Linked DNA regions of Mus musculus: region 2 is linked to region 1. The links are chromatin contacts, called in public HiChIP or PLAC-seq maps. All regions are on one chromosome and are shown on one strand. Each heading gives the region's core, a stretch centred on a gene start, on an enhancer-like site or on the middle of the called end of the contact. The rest is flanking DNA. Distances are from core to core; before and after follow the strand shown. Region 1 overlaps Ctnnbl1 (catenin, beta like 1). Region 2 has its middle 7.2 kb from the start of Tgm2.

Evidence for each region. HiChIP or PLAC-seq counts read pairs in DNA pulled down with a chosen protein or histone mark.
Region 2: a contact with region 1 is called in an H3K27ac HiChIP or PLAC-seq map of embryonic stem cells, with 5 read pairs. The contact joins two enhancer-like sites.

The regions. Positions count from the first base shown.
Region 1 is chr2:157,836,563-157,843,375 of GRCm38.p6, forward strand. It overlaps Ctnnbl1 (catenin, beta like 1), which reads left to right. Exons shown (of 16, transcript NM_025680.4): 11 at 1-129. Among named protein-coding and RNA genes, the nearest start is that of Vstm2l, 75 kb to the right of the region's middle. Within about 2 kb of position 4,244, at least 53 of the 459 cell types and tissues checked have an H3K27ac peak or open chromatin away from gene starts, as enhancers often do. A contact at or near this core is called in embryonic stem cells, where this site is marked.
Region 2 is chr2:158,150,148-158,156,960 of GRCm38.p6, forward strand. No RefSeq gene overlaps it. Among named protein-coding and RNA genes, the nearest start is that of Tgm2, 7.2 kb to the left of the region's middle. Within about 2 kb of position 4,069, at least 158 of the 459 cell types and tissues checked have an H3K27ac peak or open chromatin away from gene starts, as enhancers often do. A contact at or near this core is called in embryonic stem cells, where this site is marked.

The sequences.
Region 1 (6,813 bases), core at 2,994-5,493:
TTGGGCCTGAAGGCACAGACAACTGCCACAAGTTTGTTGACATTCTTGGCTTACGGACCATCTTTCCACTCTTCATGAAGTCTCCTCGGAAAATCAAGAAGGTGGGAACCACAGAGAAGGAGCATGAAGGTAGGGTTCACTGTAGGGACGACTGGGAGAGGTAGCTGGGTCCTGCCGAGGGAGAGCACTCACTGGTGTCTGTCTGCTGTTCCGAGTGTGGCAAAGCAACCCGGAGACTAAGGGTGACCGGTGGCCTTTGTGGGTCCGGCTCTGCGTATGCCTGAATCCTGGAGGTTCAACTCCCTCTGGCCTGTGTGTGTGCGTGCGTGAGAGGCTTTGTGTTCCTCCCTGTAATTTGCGGTGAGGTGTCTCTCTGATGGAAGACCCTTTTGCAAAGAGTAATGAGGTGGCACCACATGTCACCTCCGGAGTGGTGCTTTCATGTATTTCTGTATTAAAGTATGATTCAGCCAACATCAGGAATTGCCGGAATAAACTATTTACAGCCCAGGTTCCCCTTTTTATGTTTCTCCTCCCTGATGGAGCATACTCCTAGCAAAATGCTGCTGTGAATTGTGAGGCCGTAACCAGAGTAGTTACCGCCAGGCCAGTGTCTTCCTGGTATTGTCTGGTGGCCTGCAGCATCCCTCCCCCAGTAAATGACTGCAATGCAATCTGGAAGGCTGGCGATTTATGGACATTGACAGCTCTGCTGGAGGCTAGCAGACACTTGCACCCGAGAATTTACATGGTTGGATGGCTATTTTAAAGTGCAGGAGCGTGCAGGGAGACAGGAAGCAGTGCGTGGGAAAGAGGAAAGAGGCCTGAGCTGTTAGGGAAACTCAGTGGCTCTGTCAAAGGCACCGTGTCCCATGGTTTGGGTGACTTTCCTCAGTGATTGGTAGAGTTGACCTAGACACCTGCCATATCTGCTGTGCCCTCACCCCTGTCTGTCTCAAGTAGACCTGGCCCTGTCTCCCGAAACTTGAAGATCGTTTGAGTGATCATATGAACTCTCTAGAGGCAGCACTCAGACGAGAACAAGTTAGAGACCTCATCAGATTCCCGTCGGATATTGACCAAGCTAGCTGTAAACAAGTTAACCCCGCTGCCAGCCTTTTTCTTTCTCTGTAGAACTCAGCTGGAAGAGGCCCTGGGAAGAGAAATGAGGGCCTGGATATCTAGACAAGCTTATGGCAGCCACTGTTGGGTGGTGCCAGGTTCTGCTCGAGCCATGTTGCTCACAGTCTGGTTTAGGCCTCACCACCAGTGGAGAAGATGGTGGTATCTTTGCTTAATCTTAAAGAAAATCAGCTCAGACAGGGGCCAGTGTGTGAGTTCTTGTGTATTTATGTGGATATATGTGTGTGCATATATGTGTGTGTATACATGGGGAGATCAGAGAACTTGCTCCTTGGCAGCTGTCTACTTTGTTTCTTAAGACACACAGAGACCCTCTGGCCTGGGGCTCACTAATTGGCTAAGCCAGTGTGGCCAGCAGGCCCCAGAGGTCCTCCTATCTCTGTTGCCCCAGTACAAGTACCACCACTTTCACTTGGGTTCTGGGGATAAACTCGGGTCCTCACTCTGGCAAGGCAGGCACTTTACTGACTGAGCCGTCTCCTCCTGCCCCTAGCTGGCCCCATCCAGACCCTTGGTCTGAAATCTGAGGGAATGAGACCAGTGAACTAAGCTGTGATGTCTGTGTCTTCAACTCCTGAGGTCTGAGCCCTAGTTGCCAAAACTGCTTCATAAGCCGGCGACTCTTCACACTGCTGTGTCCAACCTGCTGGCTTCTGCTGAGAGCCTTGACGCTGCTTTGAGCATGCGTGGAGAGAGGGTGAAGGAAAACAGCCCTGAGCCAGCTCTTGTTCATGTGCAGGGATCTGAGAAGAGGAAGTGACAGATTCAGCGAGCAGCTGTTTTCCTGCTGAAAAATGTGCCCGGTGGCATGCTGGTGACAGAACATTGCCTTTAGAGTGCCCACATTAGGAATCTGATAACATTATATTAGTGGGGGCAATGGCTTGGGAAGACAGCTCCTAGAAGGCTAGCGAGGATAAGCCGTGCATCCTGCACACAGCAGCACCCAGAAGTAGAAGGAAGGCCCAAGGACAAAGCACCGCCCTGCCTTCTGCCACCCTCCAGCTGCGCATCCTGGCAAACTCCCATAATCTTTAAATGGCGGGAAGACTAGATACGGCACATCATGCAGGTTTCTTTACCCTGCCTTGTCCCCTGTGCAAGCCCTGTGCTCTGACTGCTGTCCATGCCCTTCTGATGCAAGTGTGCCAGGTCTGTGTGCAACAGCAGAGCACCGTGACCTCTCACCATCAGGATTGCTTGTGACTAGGTTCCTCTCAGGCTTCCATTGGCCCCTTCCACTGTTGGCAGTACTTAGTGCTCATCGATTGGTCTGGCTAGCAGCTGGTCATCCTTAGTTGGATGTCTCTTTCTTAGACAGGCCCTCTAATTAATGCATCTTGATTCTAAGACTTGGTCCCCAACCCATGACATTAAAAAATCGGTGCTTGTCATCTCTGGGTCCCACTGCCTAGCCTGGTGCTTGATGTGTAAATAAGAGCACAATAAATGTTTGGAGGCTGCTAGTTTTAACACCTTCCCTGGAAGATTTCATGAAGGTCAGCACAGGCTTGAGCCTCTCCCCAACTTGCTAAAGGCACATAGCTGAGTAGTTCACACGATGGTTCTCAGTGATGTATGCCTTTAATAAGGGTCTTTCTTCCAGGTTCTTCTGAAGTAGAAGTAAGACCTTTGCTAGGCACCTTGGATTCTGTCACTCTGGCTTAGAGATGATAGTAGCTGTACCCTCAGGGGCCCAGTATGCACAGAGCTTCATCATAGGTAAGGCTTGCTCAGGACAAGCTTCTGCTGGTACTCAGATTCCTAATTAATCATCATGCAAAGGGAGTTCGTTCCCCAGTCTGGAAACTGCCTAGAACGTCCCCTTTTCTTTCTTAGCAAGTTTTAGATTTGTCTTACATGCTGGTTGCCTTAAGTCCATTCTCAGCCCTGTCACCTCAGGACCTGCCCCAAGCAACTGCAGTGGCAATTTAGTCTGGTGGCACAGGTAGCTCACTGCTAATCATGTGCGGTCTTGGGCACATTCTAAATTCTCTCTCTGAGCCTCAGCTGCCTGGTCTATAAAATAGTGGGACTTGAATCACCCACTCTGGCTGTGTATAAGGGCCAGATGGAAGGACAGTAGTAGTAAGACTGCTGCTGCTCTACATCCGCGTGGTGGTCCCACCAACTGTGGATTGAGAATGTGAGACCCACCAACTGTGGATTGAGAATGTGAGACACACCAACTGTCAGTAGTGAGCATGTGCAGTCTCTTTTGAGTGTGTGTCAGTCATTATTTCTCAAGCAATATAGCTTTCTCATACAGCTTTTACATTGCAGTTATTACGGTGATCTAGAGATGATTGATTGATTTGTTGATTGATTGATTTGTTGATTGATTGGCTGGAGACAAGCACCCTTGGATGGCTTGGATCTGTTGTGAGATCAGACTGGCCTTGAACTCACAAAGAGATCTGTCTGTCTCTTCTTCCTCAGCGCTGTGTACTGTGGCTTGATGATTTAATGAATATGGGAGGTTATTTCTGGATTATGTGCAAATACTGTGCTATTTTACTTAAGGGACCTTGGCAGCTACATATTTTGTTATCTCTGCCAGGCTCTGGGCCTAATCCCCTCTCAGATACTGAGAGATGGCTTTTTATGCCTATCATAGACCCTACAATTAAATAGTCAGCTTTGAAAAGTGTTAATTCTGTCTCATAACAATATTGCTGGCAGTTTTGTATATCTGTGCCTTGGCCACACAACCCAGCCCTTTCTAGAAGTCTTGGGGTGAACTTGACAATAGGAGGGCTGTATGTATGCATGTTTGTTTGTGTGCAAGCACATGGAGAGGCCAGAGTCTGTGTCTCCATTGCTCTCCACCCAAATTTTTAAGATAGGGTCTTCCACTGAGTGGCTGGTTCTAGGAATCCTCCTGTCTCTGCCTCGTCATCACTGGGACTGTAGGCAAGCACCACATGTGTGACTTTTGACTGTTGGGCAAGCACTTCACCAAATGAGCCCTGGGAGAGAGAGCTCCTCCTTGGTGGAGAGGTCCTGCTGAATACCATGGTTTCATAAGCCAGCTATGGCCTCTCAGCCAATAGGAGGGGTTGAGAAAGGAGAGCCTCTAGACTCCAGACTCTGGAGAGGAGGGGGAAACAGAACTGCTCTCAGAACCTCAAACTGCTGGTAATTGGTTCCTCTTTTGTGAGTCTGGGTGGGGAAGGAAAAGAATTATTGTAATTGAAATCCATTCAGGTTTGCATAATAAAACCTTCAGAAATAGATCTGGGGAGGCACTTAGTGTGGGGGATGGGTCAGAAAGAGCCACTTGCCCTTGGGTGCAGTAATATGACTGGCTGCCTCCTTGGATTTATAAAGAATTGCACAGTGTGTATTGTCTCCTTGGTTTTAACTACTTTAGCATAGGCAGGGAGGATAAAAGAACTGGGATCCAGAAATGGCATCTGACCTTTACTTCCTGGCTCTCTTTTAAATTCTTATTAAAATAGGCCCAATTTTCCTTGTATTGCCTCATTAGGTAGGTGAGTTATTGAGTTTGTAGCCGTTCTAGTTAATTGCGCTGTTTTAACATGGTTCCCCTGGAGGCTGTTAAGAGCTTTGAGGGGGTGAGCTCCCAAGCAGTGTAGGTGTGTGGCATGCTTGCTGGGCATGCGCGTACATTTCCACCTTATCCACAGTGACAGTGGTTGATAGCAGGTCAGTGCTTTGAAGACGACTTTTCTGTTGTCAGTGAAGGGTTTTAAGTGATTCTAGTCAACTCCGAATGTCAGGAAACATGTTGATGCCCCAGGCTTCCTGGACTTCTAACACAACAAAAGAACAGGCCAGGCTCCCATGACACTCCTCAGATCCTGCAAGGGTCAGAACAGAAAGGGCATGGCTTCTCGGCAGTCAGACATAAGGGGACTTTGGTCAGCCCAGAGGAAAAGGAAGCACTGTTACAGACTGCGGCTAAGGCATGATGGCATCCCATCCTTTTGTGCAAGCGTAGGATGGAATTAACACTGTGGTTAAAATAGGGCAGAGACCTTAGGATACGGCAGGGCTTGTGTGCACAGGGAAGATAGTGGCCTGCCAATTCTGCAGAGTCTGTCTGCTCTTCCCAGGCCCCAGCTCCATGTTCCCTGCTTCTGCCTGCCCTGCAGCCTCCCTGCTCACTTACACAGGTGTCACTTGCACCACTGGCCTGGGTGCTCCCCTCAAGTCTTTGACCTCCATTTGTCCCTGGCTCCCAGACCTTGATCCTCTTCTGTCTCCCAAGGCCTGGTCAGCACAGCTAATCACCAACAGATACACCCACATATTCAGCAGGCCTCTTCCTGCCCTGCTTCAGCACTGCTCCTGCTGCGCACAGAAGCCAGCATCCCATGTGGACCTCTGTGATTCCCCATGTGCACTTTGTTTTTTAAACTATGACTTCTACCTTATAAAAGTCTCCACCAGCTCTCTCTGTTGCCTTGGCTACCTGTGTCACCTCAGTGAACTTCTCTGCAGCCCTAATATCTAGCTCCTTGAACCCATTTCCTGAGTCCCCTCTGTCTCAAAGGCAGTAAATGAATCAGAACTCCCAGCCTTTAGCAGTCTTTTAGGAAAGGAGGAAATAGCCAAGGGGGTAAAGTTGGTTAGGTAGATATTAATCACAGAATTCCATTAGCAATTACAAAGACCTTCCTGACAAGAGGATTTCATCATTAAAGATAACAGAGCAAGGGCCTTAAAGAAGAGGAAGGTGGAGGGGAGAGGGCAAGGACCCAGCACTAGGCCAGGACATCCCCGTTGTACATCGTTCACAGCCCTCCAGCTCAGGGTCATTTTCTTTTCTAAAGGTTCAGCGACGCTGAGCCTCGATGACACCACCACCAGGTCAGTCACTAAAGGAAGACTCAGACTCCCTCCACTTGGATCACAATTCTCGTTATTTCATGAGCTGGGGCTGCCTTGCCCATTTGTTTTGCTCGGTTAGTTACATGAGTTCTTAATCAGAAAACTCACTTCATTACAAGTTGTCATGGTGGAAGCGATTCTTGTTTAGCTCTTTTTCATTTTGAATGTGAACCATTCCCTGCAGGCTTATATGTTGAAAGCCTAGTCCCTAGCTGGTGGTGCTGTTTTGGAAATGTGAGGATATGGGCACCCAACTGGAGAAGTCACTGGAGCTATGTTCTGTGGGGCTAAACTTGGTTCCTGTCTCTCTCCTCCTGGCTACTTCCCTGCTGCCCTGAGGTGAGCAGCTTTCCTCAGCATAGTCCAGAAGTGAGGGAGCCCACCAGGTAGACCAAACTCTGCTATCATGAGCCAGAATGTCTCCTTGTCTCCTTGAATTGTTTGTGCCAGCCTCCAGAAGTCTAACGTTATCCTTCTGAATCTCAGATTGTGAAGAGGAAGGCAGCGACTGGGTAAAAGTGTGGCTGGGCATTTCTAGTGCCTGGGCATTTCTAGTGCCTGCCGTACGCTTGGTACACGATAGGTGTTCAGTACATGCTGGGGGCGCCAATAAATGAGTTTATGTAGCACCCGCATGGTGTATAGTGACTGCCACCAAGGTCCGGCCAGGATTTCAAAGCGTGACTGAATCTGTATTTCTTAAACATGCAGGGGTTTCTACTCCAAGAAGTTGCTCAGTAATAGTCCATACAGATTTGTTCCTTAGTCTCTAAGAACAAATGCTCTACTCACCTTTCTGAGTTATGGAAGGAC
Region 2 (6,813 bases), core at 2,819-5,318, 310 kb after region 1:
AGGCTGCTGGGGAGGTGAAGGGTGTGGAATGCCATGCTCTGACTGGAAGGCCAACAGCCTCTGTCCAGAGGTCAGTGTCGAACGTCCTCTGCTTGTCCGTGCCGACCAGCGCTGGGGTTGCATCCAGGTGTGTACTGTGGTACCCAGCTTTTATGTGGATTCTGGTATTAACATTCAGGTCCTCACGCTTGCACGTCAGATATGGAACCAACTGAGATATATTTCTAGCCTTCCTGTCTTAGCTTTTCTTCTGTCCCTGTGATAAAATCCTCTGACAAGAGCAACTTGAAAGGGAAGGGTTTACTTCAGCTCACAGTTCAAGGTCATAGTCCATCATTTTGGAGGAAGTATGGGGTCAGTGATTTGAAGCAGCTGACCACGTTGCATCTACAATGAGAAAGAAGAAGAAGAAGAAAGAAGGAGAAGAAGAAAGAAGGAGAAGGAGGAGGAGCAGAAGAAGAAGAAGAAGGAGAAGGAGGAGGAGGAGGAGCAGAAGAAGAAGAAGAAGAAGGAGGAGGAGGAGGAGGAGGAGGAGGAGGAGGAGGAGGAGAAGAAGAAGAAGAAGAAGAAGAAGAAGAAGAAGAAGAAGAAGAAGAAGAAGAAGAAGAAGAAGAAGAAGAAGAGGAAGATCTATCCACTCCAGAGTTCCAACTAAGGAATGGTGCTGCCCACAGTGGTTAGATCTTCCCATATCAATAGACGATGACTTTCAAAGTAATCCCCCACAGGTATGCCCAGAGGTCCATCTCCCAGGTAATTCCAGATTCCAAATAACAATTAGCAGTAATTACCTACAAACCCTTTTAAACCTTCCATTAGCAGTGTCATAGCCCAGCAACAGGACATAGGTTCAAGTTTAGCTCTGCCAGCTACTTTCTGTTGTGATCTTGGGTGTGTCACAGAAGGCAACAGAACACTGCCAGTAGAAAAGTCTACTTAGGTGCAACTTGGATCTTGGCTTACACAGCAAAGAATTCCAGGGCCAACCAGGATGAGCCCAAGTTGGGGTTTATTAAGAAAAGGACTGGGGAGCTGGAGTGATGCCCTCAGAGAGTAAAGGAGCTTATTGCTCTTGCAAAGGTCCGGAGTTCAGTTCCCAGCACCCACAAGGCCCCTCAGCACTAGAACTCCACTTCTAGGGGTCCTAGTGCCCTCTTCTGGTCTCCACTGGTACTGCATACACCTGGCACACATACATGCAGGCAAAAACCCAAACACATAAAATAAAAATATTCTTTAAAAAAAGAGAAGCATCGCAAGGCATGATGGCACACGGCTTTAGTCTCAGCACTCAGGAGGCAGAGGGAGATGGATTTCTGTGAGTTTGAAGCCAGCCTGGTCTAAAAAATAAGTTCCAGGGCAGCTAGGTCCTAGTTCAAGAGAGGAACCCTATCTTGAAAAACAAATAAACAAACACTCAAAAGCATTTGTATGTATCTGAATATCTTAAGTACAGCTGTATGGAGAAGCTGACAGCTAACCTGAGCTACATAAAAACCTGTCTCAATTTTTTAAAAAACATTACAAATAGAGCTATAATCATGGCTGTGAGCATCAGAGAAGCACACAGACTTGCAGAAAGCAGTGTGATAAGGTTACAGTGCATCTTGGATGGTTCATTGGGTGTTTTAACAACCATGTGTGAGGTATCACCAGAAAGGGGTACCTCTAGTTTGTCTCTTATGCAGGTCACCGTCACCGCCATTAGCTTTGGATAAATATTGATTCCAGCCAGTGACAGACTGAAGTCACGTCCACATCTCTCCTCATGGCCTCAAAACTTTTCCTGTCTTTCAATTGCTCTCAACAATACTACTCCAAGCCTTAGTTTGCTCCTCTGCGAATGGGCAGCGTCAGCAAGACAGAACTCTCTCTGAGTCTAACATCACACTTGGTAGAAGGAGGTTGCTTACCAGGGGTAGGGCGGGGATACTTCAGGATTGCATGTGGGCAGGAAGAACCAGCCTCCACTGCCCAACCTGGTGCCACAGAGCTCTGGTTCTGTGAGTCCAGAGACAGAGTGGATCTTGGCCACCAAAAGCCACGGAATGGGTGGTAATGACGAGGGGTTCCTTTGGGCATGTAAAGAAGGTATTATAAAATTAGAGCGTGCTGGTGGCTGCCCAAACTTGTGAACCTGCCAAAACCACTTTAAATGGATGTCGTTTTTCTGGCGTGTGATTTGTAGCTAATGATATATATGTGATGACAGAATGTGAAGGAATAGTGTCGGCGAATTAAAAACAAAAGCAGAAAGCCAGGGCTGAGCTCGGAAGCCTTTGCAAACCCTGACCCACAGGCAGAGGAAGCCAAGCACATCTGGCCATTGGTGAGCGGCAGAGCTCACACCTGAAATGTGCAGCTCCCCTGACAGCACATGTATTCCTTTATTTGTGTACTTGTGAGGACACGCCAGTGCCACAGCCAGCGCATACACAAACACACACACACACACACACACACACACACACACACACACAGGTCAGAGGACTAGGTTCAGAGGACTGAATTCAACTCAGGATGTGAGCTTTGGGTGTAAGAGTCTTTAGTCTTTGTTGATGTCCTAAAAATGCTTTCTGGAACAGCCTACCTCCTCAGACCCTCATTTGGGAAAAAGTTTGAAACTCACTTTGCACAACACAAAATGTTATATAAAACACCAGCCACAACCCAAGCGCCCAAGAGGGCTTTGATAAACTAGCCACGCCCAAGATAATATAGCAACTAAAAGAAGGGGAGGGGTAGGGAGCCGAGGAGATAGCTTAGTCAGTAAAGCCCTACCAAGCAAACTTGAGGACCTCCGTTTGGATCCCCAGAACCTGTATAAAACTGAACACAGTGGAGTGCCAGTAATCTCAGCACTGGGGTTGGGGCGGAGCTGAAAGCAGAACCCTGAAGCTCATTGGTCAGCCAGTCTAGCCTTACACTTCAGGGTCAGTGAAAGACCCTGACTCAAAAAACAAAGGCAGACATTGTATCTTGCAGGAGGGAGGAGCTGACTAGGAACTAGGGGCGGGACTTGGGTGGGGGTGGAGGTATCATTTTCCCAAGTTGCCCACATTCTAGTCTCCTGCTCATGTTCATGCAACAACCCCAGTGAAACTAGGTGGATCAAGAGGGGAGAGGCACTGGACTTGTTAAGAAAGGAAGGGTTTTAGCAGGAGTAAGAGCGAATGAGAGAGAGGAAGGGCGTGAAGAACTCAGGATGGGCTTGTATGACATTTTCAAAGAGATGTACATATCTTTATTTTTCTGTTTACAGATGGACCTGGAGCTAGAGACAGTTGTGAACAGCCATGTAGAGTGCTGGGATCAAATCCTGGTCCTCTGCAAGAGTAGCCAGAGCTCCTCCCTACTGAGCCATCTCTCCAGCCTCAAAAATAATAAATAAATAAATAAATATGAAGGTGGAGAGCAAGCAAGAAAATAAATTTCATGTAGACCTTGTGTGTACTTGCGTTTGCACACATCCAGACTAACAAACGGGCATGTGCACCTCCCTCACACTTTTTTTTAAAGAATTTTTTTTTTTTAATTTAAAAAGAGACCGGGTTAGAAGTATGGCTCAGTGGCAGAGCACAAGGCTAGCTTGGCCCTGAATTAAATCCCTCCTCAGTTTTTTTTTTTTTTTTTAAAAAGGGCGGGGGTGGGAGGGGGCAAGAGTAGCTCGTTTTCTGTGTTGAGCCCAAAGGAATTCTGAGTCTCAGTGTTGAGCAAAGAGAGCAATTTGCAGGGCGGGGGTGGGGGCTCTACAAACCAGCCCTGTCGCGTGGGGACAGACGGTAAACATGGGCTCACAGAGTGAAGGTAAACAAGCAGAGGAGGGTTTGGAAAAAGCCAGCCAGAGCTGCCCGCGGTTCTGGGAGGGGCGCCGGCCCCAGTCGGGGTGGGTTGCTGCCCTTAAAGGTTTCAGTGTTCCCTGGGAGGAGACAACGTTTTCAAGTGCAGAAGCGACCTCCCGCCCCACTTTGGAGAAGGTTAATTTAGGAATGAATGAGCTGTTCTGAGCTCTCAGAATCGAGCTCTTATGGAAACGGAAACGCGGGAAACGCGGGGATTCACCAGAATAGAGGAGTGCTGGTAACTTGGGTGGAGGAAGTACAGAGAAGGGACACGCCCCCTGCACCCACAGTCAACCAAGAAAATACTGTGAATATTGGCGCCATATCCCTGCCAAAGCCACAAATGGGGCTAGGAAGAAAGAAGACTCGGGGGCCTCCACATCTGAAGCCTGTGGTTTCCCGGCTGCACGCTGAGCTTCTGAACACCACCCAGTCCTGTTTAAGTGTCTTAAAAAAAAAAGTTAGAGCCTCACTATGCTAGCCTAGAACTCATTATGTAGACCAGGCTAGCCCTTGCACTCTCAGAGATCTGCCTTCCTCTGCCTCCGGGGGTGGGGTGGGAGTCTGGGATTAATGATGCTTGCTGCTGAACCGCATCTTGAAAAAGGTCGCGTTCTATACACCAATGTTCAGAGAGGTGAAGCAAATGGCCCAAGGTCAGAGCACAGAAGAGACGGGGACGGCAGTCAACACTACTGGGATATAACAGAAGGTCAGCTGAGAAAGGACAAAGGTGACCACCCAAGTTCCCAAGGCCCAGCGGAGCTGCCTGAGATGCTGGGGTCCTCCACCCGCCCGGATTCTGCAAGGTTGCTCAGCTCCTCATCCCTCCCTCTGACTCAGGGTTGTGTCTGCAAGACACACCCAGTTCAGTCATTCAGAGCCAAGCGCTCCTTTCATGGAAACAAATGAGCCTCTAGGGCCCCAGTTGAGGTCGTCCATCTAATTCAAACACATTCACTGTACTGTATCCTGAGCTTCCTGAGGGCTTGTAGCAGCAATCCGTGAGACACTGAGGCTAGATCTCACTGTCACCCTAGGACTTGGAGATTCGGTTCACACCTGGAAGGGCATCTCTCCTGCCTAAATTGATAGCACCTTCTTTTTTTTTTGTTTTGTTTTGTTTTTCGAGGCAGGGTTTCTCTGTGTAGCACTGGCTATCCTCGAACTCAAAAATTCGCCTGCCTCTGCCTCCCATGTGCTGGGATTAAAGGCGTGTGCCACCACCGCCTGACTTGATAGCACCTTCTAAAGACACAGTTGGTCCAGTAAGTTTTGCAGCTGCATAATGGTCCCTTTCTACAAGCTCTTAAGACTGTCAATCAAATGGTCTTATCCAATTCTAGCTAAGGGCAGGCCAAACGCAGCCAATCAGACATTCTCCTGGGACTTTGGGTCTTTACACCAACAACCACCACTAAGGGTTGGAGTTTGCTGGTCCATTCCTAGTGGCTTCAGTTCGGGCCTTTCCTCAAGCTTGGCCTGCCTTCCTTCCTTTCTTCCTTTCTTTCTTTCTTTCTTCCTTCCTTCCTTCCTTCCTTCCTTCCTTCCTTCCTTCCTTCCTTCCTTCCTTCCTCTCTCTCTCTCTCTCTCTCTCTCTCTCTCTCTCTCTCTCTCTCTCTCTCTCTCTCTTTCTTTTTCACTCTCTAAAGAATCATAGTATTCTATTAGGAAAAGGCAGAGCTACATTGAAACAGGGGAGACAGAGTCTTGTGCTTTGAGATTGCAGCCATTGGAAGCCATGGGTATATCAACACTGGGAACAAAGGGAAGTTTTTAAAGGGGAAATGCGAGCTCTAGCAAGTATTGTGAAATAGTCATTGATGACTGATTAACCAAAGTGGCATCAGTCCGGGGTTGAACAGAAAGCTGCTAGACAGATGTCCCTGTCAAAGTGGCCTTTATACAAGATTGTGGACACTCTGCAAGGTTGTGGTTCTGTAAGGCATACATACAAAATAGCAGGTGCTTCACCCCCTTTATTTACTTCTTTGTTTAAGGTTGATACAGCTTTCACATTCTTTCTCTGTTCTTTGGAGACCCACATGGATCAGGAGCAGAGGCATACCTGTGAAGTGGTCATTCAAAATAGTGAAGCAAGCAAGGTATACTACCAGTCTCTAGGGTTCAGACAGAAAGTGTGTAACAGAGCACAGAGAGAAAGCAGAAAACGTACATTTCGAGTTGAAAAAGAGAACAATCCTCCTTGAATGCCGCTTTGTAATCTGCAAAGCTCTGAGCAGTGCCACTTGCCATTTTCCTACTATTTGTCAAAGCTACCACTCCGGGGTGATGTCAGCCCAAGGGAAACATGGCGCGTATGTGTTGGAGTGGGAAGAAGACTTTAAGTAGCATCTGGTCTGCTTTCTCTCAACTGTTATGGAATGAACGTATGTATTGCGGTTCTGCTGATAAAATAAATGTTAGCTGATCCCTTCAAACTAACAATCCTTTTTCAAGCTCAAAGATTGGCAGAAATTAATTCATTCCAAGTAACTGCACCGTGGTGAGTGGACTTACAGGTGACATTCTTTAAGCTTGGCCTTTCTAGTTTTGATTCTTAATTATATTTACTTCCAGTTCACCCATCCTGATTCCATATAGCGCAGTTCACGCAGGTCAGATATGACTCAGTCATAGTGCGAATTCTTAGTCACGATCTAGATTTTAGACAGTTCCTGGCGCACTCCAACGCCCCCCACCCCCCAGGCTCTTTTGCAAGCACAGATGCTTCCTCTCTGTGCCCAGCAACCCCTGGTATGTCTAGAGAGAACTCGGGACCTCTGGCATGCTAAGCCAGGGCTACCCCAGAGCTTCGGCCCCAGTACTCACTTTAAGAAGAAAATTTTTATTTTAAGACAGGGTCTCATTAAGGAGCCCAAGCTAGCCTTGAACCTGCCCTTTATCCCAGACATGCCTAAGTTTGCAATCCTCCTGTCTTAGCTCCTCATGAGCACAGGGTGTTACAAGC